Regions from separate parts of the Hordeum vulgare genome. Here region 1 is linked to region 2. The links are chromatin contacts, called in public Hi-C maps. All regions are on one chromosome and are shown on one strand. Each heading gives the region's core, a stretch centred on a gene start, on an enhancer-like site or on the middle of the called end of the contact. The rest is flanking DNA. Distances are from core to core; before and after follow the strand shown.

What was found. A called contact is a pair of places that touch in the nucleus more often than the background predicts.
Region 1: a contact with region 2 is called in a Hi-C map of leaf, with 2.7 times the contacts expected there. The contact joins the promoter of LOC123440786 here to the promoter of LOC123440785 in region 2. A contact is called at or near these places in 2 of 6 Hi-C or Micro-C datasets (both in leaf).

Annotation. Positions count from the first base shown.
Region 1 is chr3H:583,486,124-583,489,587 of MorexV3_pseudomolecules_assembly, forward strand. It overlaps LOC123440786 (laccase-19), which reads left to right and starts at 1,353. Exons shown (of 2, transcript XM_045117333.1): 1 at 1,353-1,527; 2 at 1,854-3,464. The coding sequence starts at 1,423.
Region 2 is chr3H:583,253,305-583,256,883 of MorexV3_pseudomolecules_assembly, forward strand. LOC123440785 (flowering-promoting factor 1-like protein 2) reads right to left here and starts at 1,279. Exons shown (of 1, transcript XM_045117332.1): 1 at 537-1,279. The coding sequence starts at 1,141. The coding sequence ends at 788.

The DNA of each region.
Region 1 (3,464 bases), core at 103-2,602, 230 kb after region 2:
AGATCGCCCTTCGGTCTTCGCCTTTCTCGGCGGTACGGTGCTGCTCCGGCGGCTTTGTGGGGAGGGCAGATCAGGAGGAGATGTGTCCATGGTTGACTGGTCGGCGGCGCCTCCGGTCAGATCTGATATTATGTTGATGGATCAGCGAAAGCATCGGTTTTAGACATGAGGAGTGAGAGCACTCCATATTATCCAGTTTTATAGGTGTGAGAGGTGGATTCCGGTGGCTTGATGTATGTTCCTGTTAGAACAATGTTGAATAATAAATAAAGATGGTTGTATGCATCGATTGATGCAGAGGTCGGGGATTTTAACCTCATTTTCCAAAAAAATCTAAGACCTATATCATTAATCTTGCACGAAGATTTGTATTGGTGTTTTCTTTTCATGTTTGATTCAATCATTTAGATATGTAAGAACTATGTTACATTTAGATGGGCCCTAGACACACTTATTTATATACTAGATACTGTAGCTGTTGGTAGTTTTTTTTTAACAAGTTTGATCAAACTTTGCACTATTTGACCTGAGATAGAAGTTATACAGGGAAAGTGATGTTCTACACGCGAGCTCAAATGAGCTTGGATGAACAGTAAATTCAGAAAATATTTGAAAAATGTTTAGAAAAGACTGATTTTTTTTACAGAAAATTTTGAGAAATGTTTTAATAGCTTGCAAAATTTTAATTTAAAATCATATTTTTTAAAGTGGTGGCAAAAAACAAGTGCTCCAAAATGCTTTTGAAAGTAGCATTTTTAGAGTTTTGATTTTATTTTTTTATCACAACTTTCAAAAATGTGATTTCATGATGAAATTTTACGAGCACTTAAAACATTTGTCAAACTTTGTTAAAAGAAAATTAGGTTTTTTAAAAACTTTTTAAAAATATTATGTCGAATTTACTGTTCACCTGACCTCATTTGAGCTCGGATGCAAAGATAGAACGGGATTTGATGTCGTGAACGTCTTTTGAACCCGCGATAACTCAGTGCGCACTGCACTTTCTCACGCCGGCTCGTCGCCTAGGCTCTAGCTAGCTTAGTTACATAGCCGCGATTGACTTGTCATTCTCTGGATTATCAAGTACTTGTAGTAAACTAACTAACTAACTGCTCATGGCGAAATGTTAGGTGGCCACTTCAATGATGCTAATCTGTAACCTCCCTTCACATCACGGTCTTCCTATGAAGCCTCTCCTCTAGCTGGTGCCACGATCCATGATATCAACATGGTATTTCATGTCGCTTGGTTTGATTAGCCTGGTCAAGTCAACGATTGCAAACGGCCGTAGGATTCCGGCGCCTTGTCCCTCGAGTGTATAAATAGGCCACAACACAGGCTTAGCAAACCACCCTTCCATTGAGCAGCGAGTTAACTACCCATCGAGAGTGGCATAGCACTGCGTTTGCAGAGCAAGAAAGCATGGAGAAGCTCTCCATGGCGGCAGCCCTGTTCTGCGCCTTGGTCCTTGCGGCTCTGGCAGCGGCGGCCGGCGGCGAGGCGGCCGTCGTGGAACACACCTTTGTGGTGAGTATACAATACCTATCTATCTATCTATCTATCTATTTCATCAAGGCATGTTCTTGATCGACAACTTCTCGGTAGGTTTACTATCGATTTATCCAAGTCGTGACGATAGTAAACTTGCTTGTGTGGTTTTTTTTTTACCAACTGTCACTAGCTATCAAGTTTCTTGATTAGTTAACTGTTGACTAATCACTTACGTATACTGTATTTGACTACCGTATATATATCTATAGCCTGTTGATTATTTTATATAGGAGTGGTTAAGTGTTGAGTAATCAGTTGGCGTATGTTTGACTAATATATATATATGCATTAATGGTTTTCAGGTGCACGAGATGAACCAGACGCACCTGTGCAACACGACCAAGATTTACGTGGTGAACGGGCAGCTCCCTGGCCCGACCATCGACGTGACCGACGGCGACACGGTTGTGGTCCACGTCGTCAACCGTCTCCCTCATGGTCTCACCATCCACTGGCACGGCGTCCGGCAAATCATGAGCTGCTGGTCCGATGGCGCCGGCTTCGTCACCGAATGCCCCATCCCTCCCGGCGGCGAGCACGTCTACCGCTTCAACGTCACCGGCCAGGTCGGCACGCTGTGGTGGCACGCCCACGTCACCTGCCTCCGCGCCACCGTTGCCGGCGCCTTCATCATCCGCCCCAAGGCCGGCAAGTACCCGTTCCCGACGCCCGCCAAGGACGTGCCCATCATCATCGGCGAGTGGTGGGAGCTCGACCTCGTCGAGCTCGACCGGAGGATGCATGACGGCAACTTCGACGACAACCCGCTGTCGGCCACCATCAACGGTAAGCTCGGCGACCTCAGCAACTGCTCCGGCAAGCCGGAGGAGAGCTTCGTCCTGGACGTGGTGCGCGGGGAGACATACCTGCTGCGGATCGTCAACACGGCGCTCTTCTCCGAGTACTACTTCAAGGTCGCAGGCCACACGTTCACGGTGGTGGGCGCCGACGGCTACTACCTGACGCCGTACAAGACGGACATGGTGTCCGTCGCCCCAGGGGAGGCCATCGACGTGCTCATGGCAGCTGACGCCCCGCCGGCGCACTACCACATGGTGGCGCTCGCAAACCAGCCGCCGGAGCCCGACCCGCAGATCCCGGGGTTCGTGTCCCGCGGCCTCGTCCGCTACGCCGGATCCTCCCGGAACAAGACCAACAACGGGCTGCCGGTGCCGACGCCGCTCATGCCCAGCCAGCATAACACCATGCCGTCCTACTACTTCCACAGCAACCTCACCGGCCTCGCCCACCCGGACCGCCACCGCGTCCCCATGCACGTCGACGAGCGCCTCTTCTTCGCGCTCGGCCTCGGCTCCATCTGCCGCGGCACCAACAAGACGTGCGAGCGTGGGCGGAGCCCCGAGACCATCGTGGTGGCCACCATGAACAACGTCTCCTTCCGCCACCCCACCAACGCGTCGCTCCTCGAGAGGTACTACGACGGCCGGACAAGTGGGCTCTACACGGAGGACCTCCCCGACCATCCGCCGCACCCGTACAACTACACCGACCGCGCGCTCATCCCGCCGGGGCCGATGGAGAAGGCGCTGGAGCCGACGTTCAAGGCCACCAAGCTAAGGAGGTTCAGGTACAACACCTCGGTGGAGATCATCTTCCAGAGCACGGCGCTGCTGCAGAGCGACTCCAACCCCATGCACCTCCATGGCTACGACTTCTTCGTCCTCGCCACGGGGCTCGGCAACTACAACCCAAAGACGGACCCAGACAAGTTCAACTACCACAACCCGCAGCTGAGGAACACGGTGCAGGTGCCTAGGACTGGATGGGCCGCTGTGCGCTTCGTCACCGACAACCCCGGGATGTGGTACCTACACTGCCACTTTGAGTTCCACATCATCATGGGCATGGCAACGGCGTTCATCGTGGAGAACGGCCCGACGCCCGAGACCAGC
Region 2 (3,579 bases), core at 29-2,528:
GCTTTATGGAATAGCAGAAATGATTTGGTTTTTAACATAGCTCGTGATATCCAATTCTTGCAGGTTATCTACCGAATTACCGCACTGATCCGCACATGGTCGTTACTAGCTCCTGTGGCAGCCAGGGAGCTTATGGTTACTGGGTGTGCCCGCTGGGAGATGGTAGCACAGGGTATCTTCAACCGGTTTGGATGACGACATATTAATAAGATAGGTGTTTAGTCATCTTGATCTTTCAGCCACTCCAGGCTGCGGCGCGATGTTCGCCATGTATCTTTTTTTCCTTTTTGTATACTCTGTACTTTCTGAATACTTAGTTTGATTAATATATGGCTGTATGCATCCCTCGATGCAGAGGCCGGGGCAAGGCCTTCTTTTCTAAAAAATAGTAGATTATCTTATAGCCACAACAAATTTGTACTCGCAATTTTTCAAAATACTTTCGTCTATCGATAGCCTAATAACACACCCGCAAAAAAAAAAGATTGCCTAATAATACACGAGTTAAATTTTTTTTGGACCAAGTAATACACGAATTAATTAACCATGATGCACACGCAGCATGCATAATGCATAACTATATATACGCCAATACACCACGTACATATACATACACACGTATATACGTGCAGGGCACGTACAAACACACACATACACAAGTTAACCAGCAGCGGAGATCGAAGGCGACATGGGTGCGACGGTGGCGGCCGCCGGCGCGCACGAGCTAGCTGCGCTTGCTTCGATCGAATGGCCGGATCAGCCAGCTGCGCGAGCTAGGCTTAGTAGGCTAGACGTCGATGACGCGGAAGGCGTCGCGGTTCTTGATGACGACGTCGTACATGTGGACGGAGCTGAACTGGCCGAAGTCCTTGGGGAGGGAGATGAGGTCGACGGAGGAGCGCTTGTGGAACCTGAGCATGCAGTCGCCGGCGGCGCCGCCCCCGCCGGCGTAGTAGCGCTCCCAGCCGAGCGCGACGAGCTTGCGCTCCAGCGAGGCGTAGGAGGCGACCACCTCCCCCGTGGGCGTGTGGAGCAGCGCCTTGCGCCGGACCGCGCCGCCGCCCGGCGGTCCCGCCGCCGACGCCGGGTGGTTCTCCACCAGCTTCACCACCCCGTTGCGGAACACCCACACGCCGGACATGACGACGCTAGCTAGCTAGGTGTGATGTGGTTATCTTTCTCTGGGCGTGGCTTATTGGCCTGGATGTGTGTACTTGATTAGTGTGGTGTGTGTACTTTGGTGGTTGTTGAGGCTGGGATCGATGTGGAAGGAAAAGGATGGGGGCGTGGGAGGATATAAATAGAGGCGGCCGGCGAGCGGTGCACTGCATGATACGTACGTACGTTCTCTGTCTCGATGGCGAGAACGCACGGGGGCCTGGCCCACCGCGTTTATTCACTCTGAGCGAGAGATTGCTCGATTTTTCTTTCTAGTTACGTGATCTTTATCGGATAGAGATAAGATCTACCAGTAAACAATGATGAGGAGCAAAGCAACCTGTTTGTATAGTTATAAAAGCATCTCCAACAACCGCGCTATATAAGCACAGTGCTAAAAAAACGAGTTTATTGCGCGTGCGCAGCTGCTCCGGATGCTCCATCGGATGCGTAAAAAATGCGTCTACGGCTTAAACGATTCAGCGCGCACGGTGAAACGGCATATCGCGCCACATATTTCGTGCGCCCGCTACCGCGCTGCACACTCGGACGCCCGCGCTGCCACTCCGCTCCCGCTCCGCGCCTTCGCCCCGCCCGCACCGCCGCCGTCAAAACCGCCTGATAGACAGCCGCGCCGACATCCCTCTCACCCCCTCTGACGCCCGTGATCCCTCAGCCGCCGTCGCCGCTGCCGCAAGTGTCGCCGCAAACCCTAGCCCGGCGAGCTTTGGGCCCGTCTCCGTCGGAGCTCCTCCGAGCACTGGTGTCGCGTGCATCCTTTTCATAGCGCCACGGACGACCTCGGCGGGTGGCGACGCGCCGGCGCCCTTCGTGACACTTGCCCCCCTCTCGAAGCTTCCAAATGTGCTCACGGTGAAGAAGACCGGCAAGAAGGTGTCCAAAAAGAAGAACAAGGCGACGGATAGCTCCAGTAGACCGCCGAAGAAGAAACTTACACGTTGTGCGACGAATGCGGCGGCAACCGAAGCGCCGGCGAGCTTGTTTATACCGCCGGCGGCCAATGCTTACAACGTGTTCAATGGAATGCCCACAAGGTATGTTTTCACCCACTTTTTTTCGTTGTTGTTTTTTACATGAATAGATATAAACAGATAGCTTATATATATATTTGTTTGTTATATATACTTTGTAGTTTCAGTGATGAGACATACATGACTACTATGGTTGTTGGCTCCAACAATTTTCATTGGTCTCAAACCAATGATGTGCATTTAGATGATCATGAGTTTGAGGTGGACGAGGATGGTGAGGGTATCGTGGATGCACCGAAAGAAAGAGCGGGCAACTACACCATGGATGAATACGTCTTGCTATGCAATACATGGTTGAAAGTGTCTAGGGATGCCACTGTTGGAGGGGACCAAAGTAGAGATGCATATTGGATCCGGATAAAGGAGCACTTTGATTTATAAAACAAAAGTGGAATTGACAGCACGAAAAGATCTCTTCGCTCCCGGCGGTCGACAATCAACAAAGATTGTGAAAAGTGGGCGGCCGCACTTAAGGCGGTTGACACGCTTAACCCAAGTGGCAGTAATGACCGAGATAGGGTAAGTGACATTTCTTTCATGATTCTTCCATGTTCATGCTTCTTATTTGGTGCTTCAAGTGCTAACTTGTTCTTTTGTTGGTAGCTCACTATTGCACAAAACTTATTTCAAGGAGAGGAGAAGAAGAGCAAGAAAGGAAAGATCAAGAAAGGGATACCATTTACCTTGCCCCATTGCTATGATGCGTCGAAGGATGATGATAAATGGAGGCCCCATGAAGGTGTCGATGAGGAGAGCAACAAACGCAAGCGAACTATTGATTTTGGATGATGACGAGGAAGGAGTCATCAAGTGATGGTGGCAAGAAAAGCCCTACACCAAACTCGGTTGCCTACTCCAAGCCAAATAGACCAAGTGGAGGCAAGAAAGATGGAAAAGAAAAGAAGAAGAGGAAAGGAGACGGTGAGCTAAAAAATGCTACGGAAGCTATTGTGAAGGCAAGAAAGTAAGCGAATGAGGTGAAGAAGATGTCAACGAACCAAGATGCAGCGGCTAAGGAGAGGAGGTTGGCAACCGTGGAGAGAAGGGTGGCAGTCGAGGAGAGGATGGTGGCATTGGAGGAGAAGAAATGGGCCATGAAGGAGCGCACTAGATTGTTGGAATGGGAGAAGTACTTGTTCTTCATCATGGAAAAATCTACCCTCGACGAGCAAGAAAAGGAGTACGTCAAGATTGCCCGAGAAGAAGTCTTGATCCAAAAACGAGGCATGGAAGCTACTATGGGAGGTATGGGTGGCTTCGGAGCTAACATGGGCGGCACGGAAGGCATGGGTGGCTTCGGAGCTACCATGGGGGCATGGGAGGCATGAGTTTTGCGTCTCTCATGGGAGGGATGGGAGCACCTGTGGAT